2 separate regions of the Rattus norvegicus genome follow, and region 1 is linked to region 2. Evidence: chromatin contacts called from public Hi-C data. All regions are on one chromosome and are shown on one strand. Each heading gives the region's core, a stretch centred on a gene start, on an enhancer-like site or on the middle of the called end of the contact. The rest is flanking DNA. Distances are from core to core; before and after follow the strand shown. Region 1 holds the start of Cct6a (chaperonin containing TCP1 subunit 6A). Region 2 holds the start of Sbds (Sbds, ribosome maturation factor).

Evidence for each region. Hi-C and Micro-C count contacts between places; a contact is called where the count stands out from the background.
Region 1: a contact with region 2 is called in a Hi-C map of liver, with 2.0 times the contacts expected there. The contact joins the promoter of Cct6a here to the promoter of Sbds in region 2. A contact is called at or near these places in 2 of 12 Hi-C or Micro-C datasets (both in liver).

The regions. Positions count from the first base shown.
Region 1 is chr12:32,517,108-32,520,504 of GRCr8, reverse strand. Cct6a (chaperonin containing TCP1 subunit 6A) reads left to right here and starts at 1,433. Exons shown (of 14, transcript NM_001033684.2): 1 at 1,433-1,587; 2 at 2,216-2,279; 3 at 3,023-3,157. The coding sequence starts at 1,451.
Region 2 is chr12:32,055,007-32,058,613 of GRCr8, reverse strand. Sbds (Sbds, ribosome maturation factor) reads right to left here and starts at 1,957. Exons shown (of 5, transcript NM_001008289.1): 1 at 1,803-1,957; 2 at 749-878. The coding sequence starts at 1,930.

The DNA.
Region 1 (3,397 bases), core at 184-2,683, 460 kb before region 2:
TCTGCATGCCAAATATCATATGCACAGCTTTTGCGATCTCTCAAATCTCCAAAGCTACTTTAAACATTATACTTAGTGTAGCCAGAATAGCAAGAGGTTTGGGAATGTCAGTCCGATGACTGGTTAGTTCTTTTTCCTTTTTAAATTTTCTGTATTTCGAACCTATACACCTGCTAAACCTTCTGTTTTCTTTGGACAGGGTCTCACTACGTAGCCATGGTTGGCCTGGAACTTGCTATGCACACCAGGCTGGCCTTGAAGGCACAGAGATCTGCTTGCCTCCCATGTTCTGGGATTAAAAGCATATGACACTACGCCTGGCTATGTATCGTTTCTGTAATGAGTATCACACAGATGTTGAGGGGAATGAGAATTTCTTATTCCTATCAAAATGGCAAAACCTTCAGTATAGCTCAGTAGAATACATCCAACGGCATTATGAGTTGTCATCTGTGTGGAGAAGTGACTCAAAAAAATTCAGCACGTATCGTATCTATACCTAAGTGCCCAGACATACTGGCAGGGGAAACATCTATACGCTTAGTTGGTTTTGTTTTTGTTTTTGTTTTTTAATGTTTAAAGGAATGCTTTCAAAGACTGGGTACCACTGTCCAGCCATATTTGAGTTTTTAGCAGGCTTAGTTCATAACACGTTGGAGGTTGAGGCAGGAGGATTGCTACGAGTCCGAAGCTAGACAGTGAGCTGTCTAGCCGGGACACAGAGTGAATCTTTGTTTCATATTTTTAAAAATTAAGAAAACAAAACTGCCTCAATGACCTGGGCCCTAAGAATAGACTGATTCTTGAGGCTCCTCAACGCCCATCGCACCACTCCTAAAGCCATCTAGTACTTTCTGCCTAGCAATAATGCTCCCGTCAAACTCCGGGATTTTTAAATGACCAGGGTAGAGGGGAAGGGTCCATTTTCTGTGTTCCCACATTCACGGATAAAAATAGGCAAGACAAATGAACCTGGGAAACCTCGCGAGAGTGTGAGGGAAGCATCCCGGAGTCCAGTAGCTAGAGACACCCCGCAAATAGAGGCCGACACCTCTGCTTCCTGTCACGCCCAGTCGAGTGCCGAGGTCGAAGCATCCCTCACACACGAGCAGTAGTGCTTTTCCTGCAAAACTGGCCGCGCAACCGCCACGCCGTAATCCTTAAAGCGCGGAACCGCAACGTTGTGAGGCGAGCACAACGGAACCTTAGAATTCGGAGTGCGGATTACCGGAGAACAAGTTTCTCGGATGCGCAATGACGTCGCGACTTGGCGTGTGGGCGGGCCCAGAGAGACCAGCGTCAGGATAAGCCAATCAGCGGGCACCAAGAGAGCCACAATCCAATGGAGGTGCTCTGTGGGCACGCTGGGGGCGGGCCAGATGCGTAAGACTTTTCGAGAAGACCCGCATAGAGCACGTTGTTCTCGGCCTCTCCCTGAGCTCGACCAGCCATGGCGGCGGTGAAGACCCTAAATCCCAAAGCCGAGGTGGCCCGGGCGCAGGCAGCGCTGGCGGTGAACATCAGCGCGGCACGGGGCCTGCAGGATGTTCTGAGGACCAACTTGGGCCCTAAAGGCACCATGAAGATGTAAGCCCGGGCTGGCGGGCGGGAGGGCCTGGCGGGTCAATGGCCGCAAACTCCAGTCGCTGCCTCCAGGCCTTCGCACTAGCATTTTCTACAATGTTTGTGCTGCATCCCATCCAAACCACCCGGATTCGCGCCTTTCGGGGTTGCGGGTTGCACCCACTTCTTTTGGAGGAAGAGGATGGCGTGTGCACCCTTCCTGAACCCAGCCCCCCCGAGTTTACTAGGATGTAGGAATAAGACCCAAATTTCAGGAGGATCTGTTTTTGTTACCTTATTAGCCAGCAAATTAGTGAAGTTCCCTGAGACGTAGCGCTTGGATTTTTAAGTATACTCTTAGTCACGCCTCTCGTATCCGTTCCTCAAATTACGCCTGCTTTGGAGTCCTATTTCATAGCCTCCTTTTGTCCCCTTTACTCCTCTTTCGCTTTCGTGGGTCTTTTCATTATGTAATTAGTCGAGGTAGAGTCTGACTGATAAGTTATGGTTTGTCTGGAACTCCCAGAGATTTGCATGACTTTAAGAGAGGGTTGGGTGATATACATCACCCCTTGGCTGCTTTGTGGAATTCTTACTTGCTTTTTTATTGGAAAGTCACATTCTTGCTCATCAATCCCTGCCCGTTTGACAGGCTTGTATCTGGTGCTGGAGACATCAAACTTACTAAAGATGGCAATGTGCTACTTCATGAAATGGTAAGAAGCTGCCGTGCTAGGTATTAAAAAAAAAAAAAAACTTTTGACCTGTTCCTTCTGGATAAAATTCTTCATCGTACGTTTCAAGCAGAAATATAGGAAGTGCTGTAGTGGGTGAGGAACTCTGTAGAGTCTCAAATGTGTGTTTGGGTCCTTGGTATTTTGTTTTGGTTTTGGCCTACTTTGTATAGTCTGGGCTAAAAAAAAAATAATAACAATAATTGTATAAAAGATCGCTATGTCTGCTTTAGCTAAATCTTGTAACACAGCTTTAATCCCAGTACTCAACTAGATCTCAGGATTCAAAGCCAGACAGAGCTACATATGCAAAAACAGGGCAGTGGGAAAGAAAAGCAAAAATGAATGATCATCTTTTTACTCAACTGCAGGAGAAATGAAAAATCTCCTTACTTTGTTTGAGATGAGTCTCACTGTGTAAGCCTCAGTGATTACCTACTTTCTTTCCCTGAATGCTGGGATTAAAGCTGTGCGCCTCACACCAGGCTACCTTAGAGTTGTTATTTTTGTCCCTGGGATCATATTAAATTGACCCAATTACCCATTTCCCTCACCAGAACTTTCAGGTCCTGTAGTTCACATCCCAGTAAAGGGAATGTCTTGAACATCCAACCAAAATGTAGCCATGCTGTGCAATCTTGAGTGGGACGCTGTAAAAGAAGCCTTTCTTATGTTTTACCCTAGGTAACCATAAGTCATTTAAGTAGTTCTTTTTCTACCTGCAGCAAATTCAACACCCAACAGCCTCTTTGATAGCAAAAGTGGCTACAGCGCAGGATGACATAACCGGCGATGGCACTACATCCAATGTCCTCATCATCGGAGAGCTGCTCAAACAAGCGGACCTCTACATTTCTGAAGTACACAATGATTCATGTTTCTGAGTTTCTGCTTGTTGTTTGGTGGGCTAATGGTGCTAATTGATGTGATGCTAGCTGAGGGCACACCGTAGAACGGTTGAGCTGCTTAGCTCAGAGAGCCTCTGCCTGTCTGTCACTGGTCTGAAATGAATGGGAAAAAATCACCTCTAAGTAATGATTACATATTTTTAATGGACTAGCCTACTCTGGTTTCTTTTTAAAAATATTTCAAAATGATGT
Region 2 (3,607 bases), core at 708-3,207:
TTCCTGAGGACTGGAGTTCAAGTCCCAGAACCCAGACGACAGAGCTAACAAACACTTCTAACTCCGGGTCCAGGGGGATCCAATTTTAGTTTTGTGGTCATTTTCTAGTCTTTTACACACCTTGCACCAATTTGTACTCGTGTGTGTACACTAAAAAAAAAAAGTTGGGCATGGTGGAATGCACCGTTAATTACAGAACTCAGGAGGCAGAGGCAGATGTATCACTGAGTTCGAGGCCAGCCAGAGCTACACAGTGATATACTGTGTGTTGTCTCCCCTTCCACCATATCTGTATTCTCCCATTTAATCTTGGAGGGGGGAAAATATCACGACATTGTTTTATGTGAGGAAAACTCAGGGTGTGGTGGGGAGTGGTGCTTGGGTCCTGGAATGTCTGTCCCTAGATGGCAGTAGTTAAGACACAAAGTTTCTTTTCTTTGTGACTGTATTTAGAAGTAATGGATGTGGGTGAGGTGGCACGACGCTGGGGAATCTGAAGTTCCCTACCAGCATAGCTATCCGCTGAGTTTGATGTCCGCCTGGGCAACATAGTGAGACTCGTCTCAAAGGTCAAAAAAAAAAAAAAAAAAAAAAAAGCAACAAATACCATACAAACCTCCCCAAATCTCCCAATAATATTAACTTGAAAAAAAAAATCTAAAACAACAAAACCTCCCCAAGAAAACCAGTGGTTCTGATGTTGGCTATGATTATGAGAATGGATTATGCTGCAGCTGGCAGGACCTACCTGCTTGCAGATTTCAGTCTGGTCGTCGGTCCCAAATGCACTGATGAGGTCTTCCTTCTTGGCAACCTGACCTTTGGAAACATTGACAAACACTGAATGGGTCTGCAGAACTTCATCAAGGTCTTTTTCCCTTGAAAGGGCAGGAGAGAAAGTCCTATGTGAATCCACTGGACAGCTGAAAATCCACTCACATTTAAACACAAGATGCCAACAAGATAAAAGGGAAGTGCTACAAGCTGGGTGTGAGGTGCACATCTGTAATCCATCATTTAGGAAGTAGAGGCAGGGAAATTTAAGACAAGCCTCAATCCCCCACCCTCACCCCCAAAACCTAAAGCCTAAAACCTAAAGGAAAAAGGAGAAATCACTACCCCCCCCCCCCCACACACACACACAATTACTCTCTCTCTGGTGACTACCTGCGCAGGACCAATCGAAAACTCAGGACAGTATCTGTATTCTCCCACTGCACTATGGAGGGAAAAACCACGTCATTGTTTTATGTAAGAAAACTCAGGGTGTGGTGGGGAGTGGTGCTTGCGTCCTGGAATGTCTGTCCCTAGATGGCAGTAGCGAAGACATTATACGCACTTTGGGAAACGGGGGATTCTGAGGTGTGTGTGTGAGACGTTTGCTGTACTAATTTCAGTATTCGTAGGTGTAGGATTAGCTTCCGGACTACTATCCTTGGAAAAATGACAATGTTTCTTTTCTTTGTGATAGCGTCTTAATCATTAATCCAAGAGGCCACCGCGATTTCGGGGTCCTCGTGGTTGCAGCTTTGTTTTTTTTTTTTAGGACAGGGTCAAACACACCTGGAACTCACAGCAATCCTCCTGCCTCAGTATCCTGAGCACTGGGATTACAGACATAGTCCCACCCGGCTCTGACGAAGTTTATAGCTGGCAGTTTTTATGACACCAACAAAATCTCAAACCAAAACCCAATCCGAATCAGGCAAACCAGTCCTGAAAGGTACTCTCAAGAGCCAGGGTTAAGAAGACCAGGCCTCGAAGTGGCCGGTCCGCTGAACTCTGGACGCAGCATCACTCACACTCCACTCCGCCAGCCGACGACCTTGTTTTTATAGCAGGCGATTTCGAAGCGCTTCCCTCCCCGCTTCATCCGCACCACGGCTACATTGGTCAGTCGGATCTGGTTGGTGGGGGTGAAGATCGACATGGTGGCTGCTCACAGATCTCGAGCTCGCGGGGACTCCAAGTGCTCAGCTGAAACGACCCTGCGGCGCGCGAACCCTTAACGCCCAAAGAGTGCGCGGCTCTTCCGGTCCCTACTCCGGGGCAGCAGCTACTGCGTACCCGATTGCCCTACTGCGCATGCGTCAGGTGGGTACAAACCCGGTAGAAGAAAGCAACTACGCCTGCGCAGTGTGACTTTTGCGCCCTCCATCTCCGCCCTCAAAGGAAGGCGTTCTGTTCGGTGGTGACGTCATTTACTTGCGCCAGTCATGGCTATAGGCTGGTGACTAATGTTTAGTGTCCCGGTGGGAACTTGGTATTCTGGTTGAATAGTTCTGCAGAGTTTAAACGCTGCACTCATTTTTAACTTTTTAAAGGAGAATTTTAGAGGGGAAAAAGGAGGTAAAAAGTGTAACGAGCTTCCATCTTGCTTCAATAATTATCCACCTGTTTTCATTCTTTTAAAATATTTTATTTATTTATTATATATATGAGCACACTGTAGCTGTCTTCAGACACACCAGAAGAGGGCATCAGATCTCATTACAGATGGTTGTGAGCCACCATGTGGTTGCTGGGATTTGAACTCAGGACCTCGGGAAGAGCAGTCGGTGCTCTTAACCACTGAGTCATCTCTCCAGCCCCCCTGTTTTCATTCTTATTCTATCCTCCCTCTTTTAACTGTATTATTTTACAACAAATTACCCCGCGGGATGGCCATCGTCTGTAATGCCAGAATTTGGCAGGTATAGACAGGATACAAAGAGTTCAAGGCCATCTTCGCCAGCACAGGGAGTCCGAGGCCAGCCTCGATTGCTTGAGAACCTTTTTCATCATCGCCTTCAAAACAAATCATCATATGGTTTTATTCTTTTTTTTTTTTTTTTTTTGGTTCTTTTTTCCGGAGCTGGGGACCGAACCCAGGGCCTTGCACTTCCTAGGCAAGCGCTCTACCACTGAGCTAAATCCCCAACCCCATATGGTTTTATTCTTAAATATTTAAGTATTTCAGTATACCGTTATCAGACACTGATCTAATATGCACTTCACATTTTATTCCTAACATAAACAATTCTCTTTACAGTCGATTTGTTCCAGATAAAATGCAAAGAAGCCCGCCCACTGTACATATAGACTGCATACTATAGTCATTGTAGGTTTTGCTTTGTTTTGCTTATTTGAACACAATATAGCCTAGGCCAATCTCTAATTCATGGGCAATCCAATCCTCTGCATTTTGTCTCAGTCTCCCATATTGGTATTAGAAGTATGTGCTACTACACCTGGCTGCCCTTAGTCTGTTGTTTTGTTTGTTTGCTTGCTTTTTAGATTCCGTATTCTCTGTTTCTTATTTAAAAATTCTCTTGGAGGGGCTGGAGAGATGGCTCAGTGGTTAAGAGTACTGACTGTTCTAGTGGTCCTGAGTTCAATTCCCAGCAACCACATGGTGGCTCACAATCATCTGCAATGGAATCCGATACCCTCTTGTGGTGTGTCTGAAAACTCTATCTATACATTTCTTTAAAGAAGTAAATACAATTTCTCTTGGCCTATGCACCTTATGCACCTGGGAGTCAGAGGCAGGCTAATTGCATTGTAAATTCGAAGCCATTTTGTTCTACATAGGCAAGTTAAGGCCATTCGGAGCTACACAGTGAGA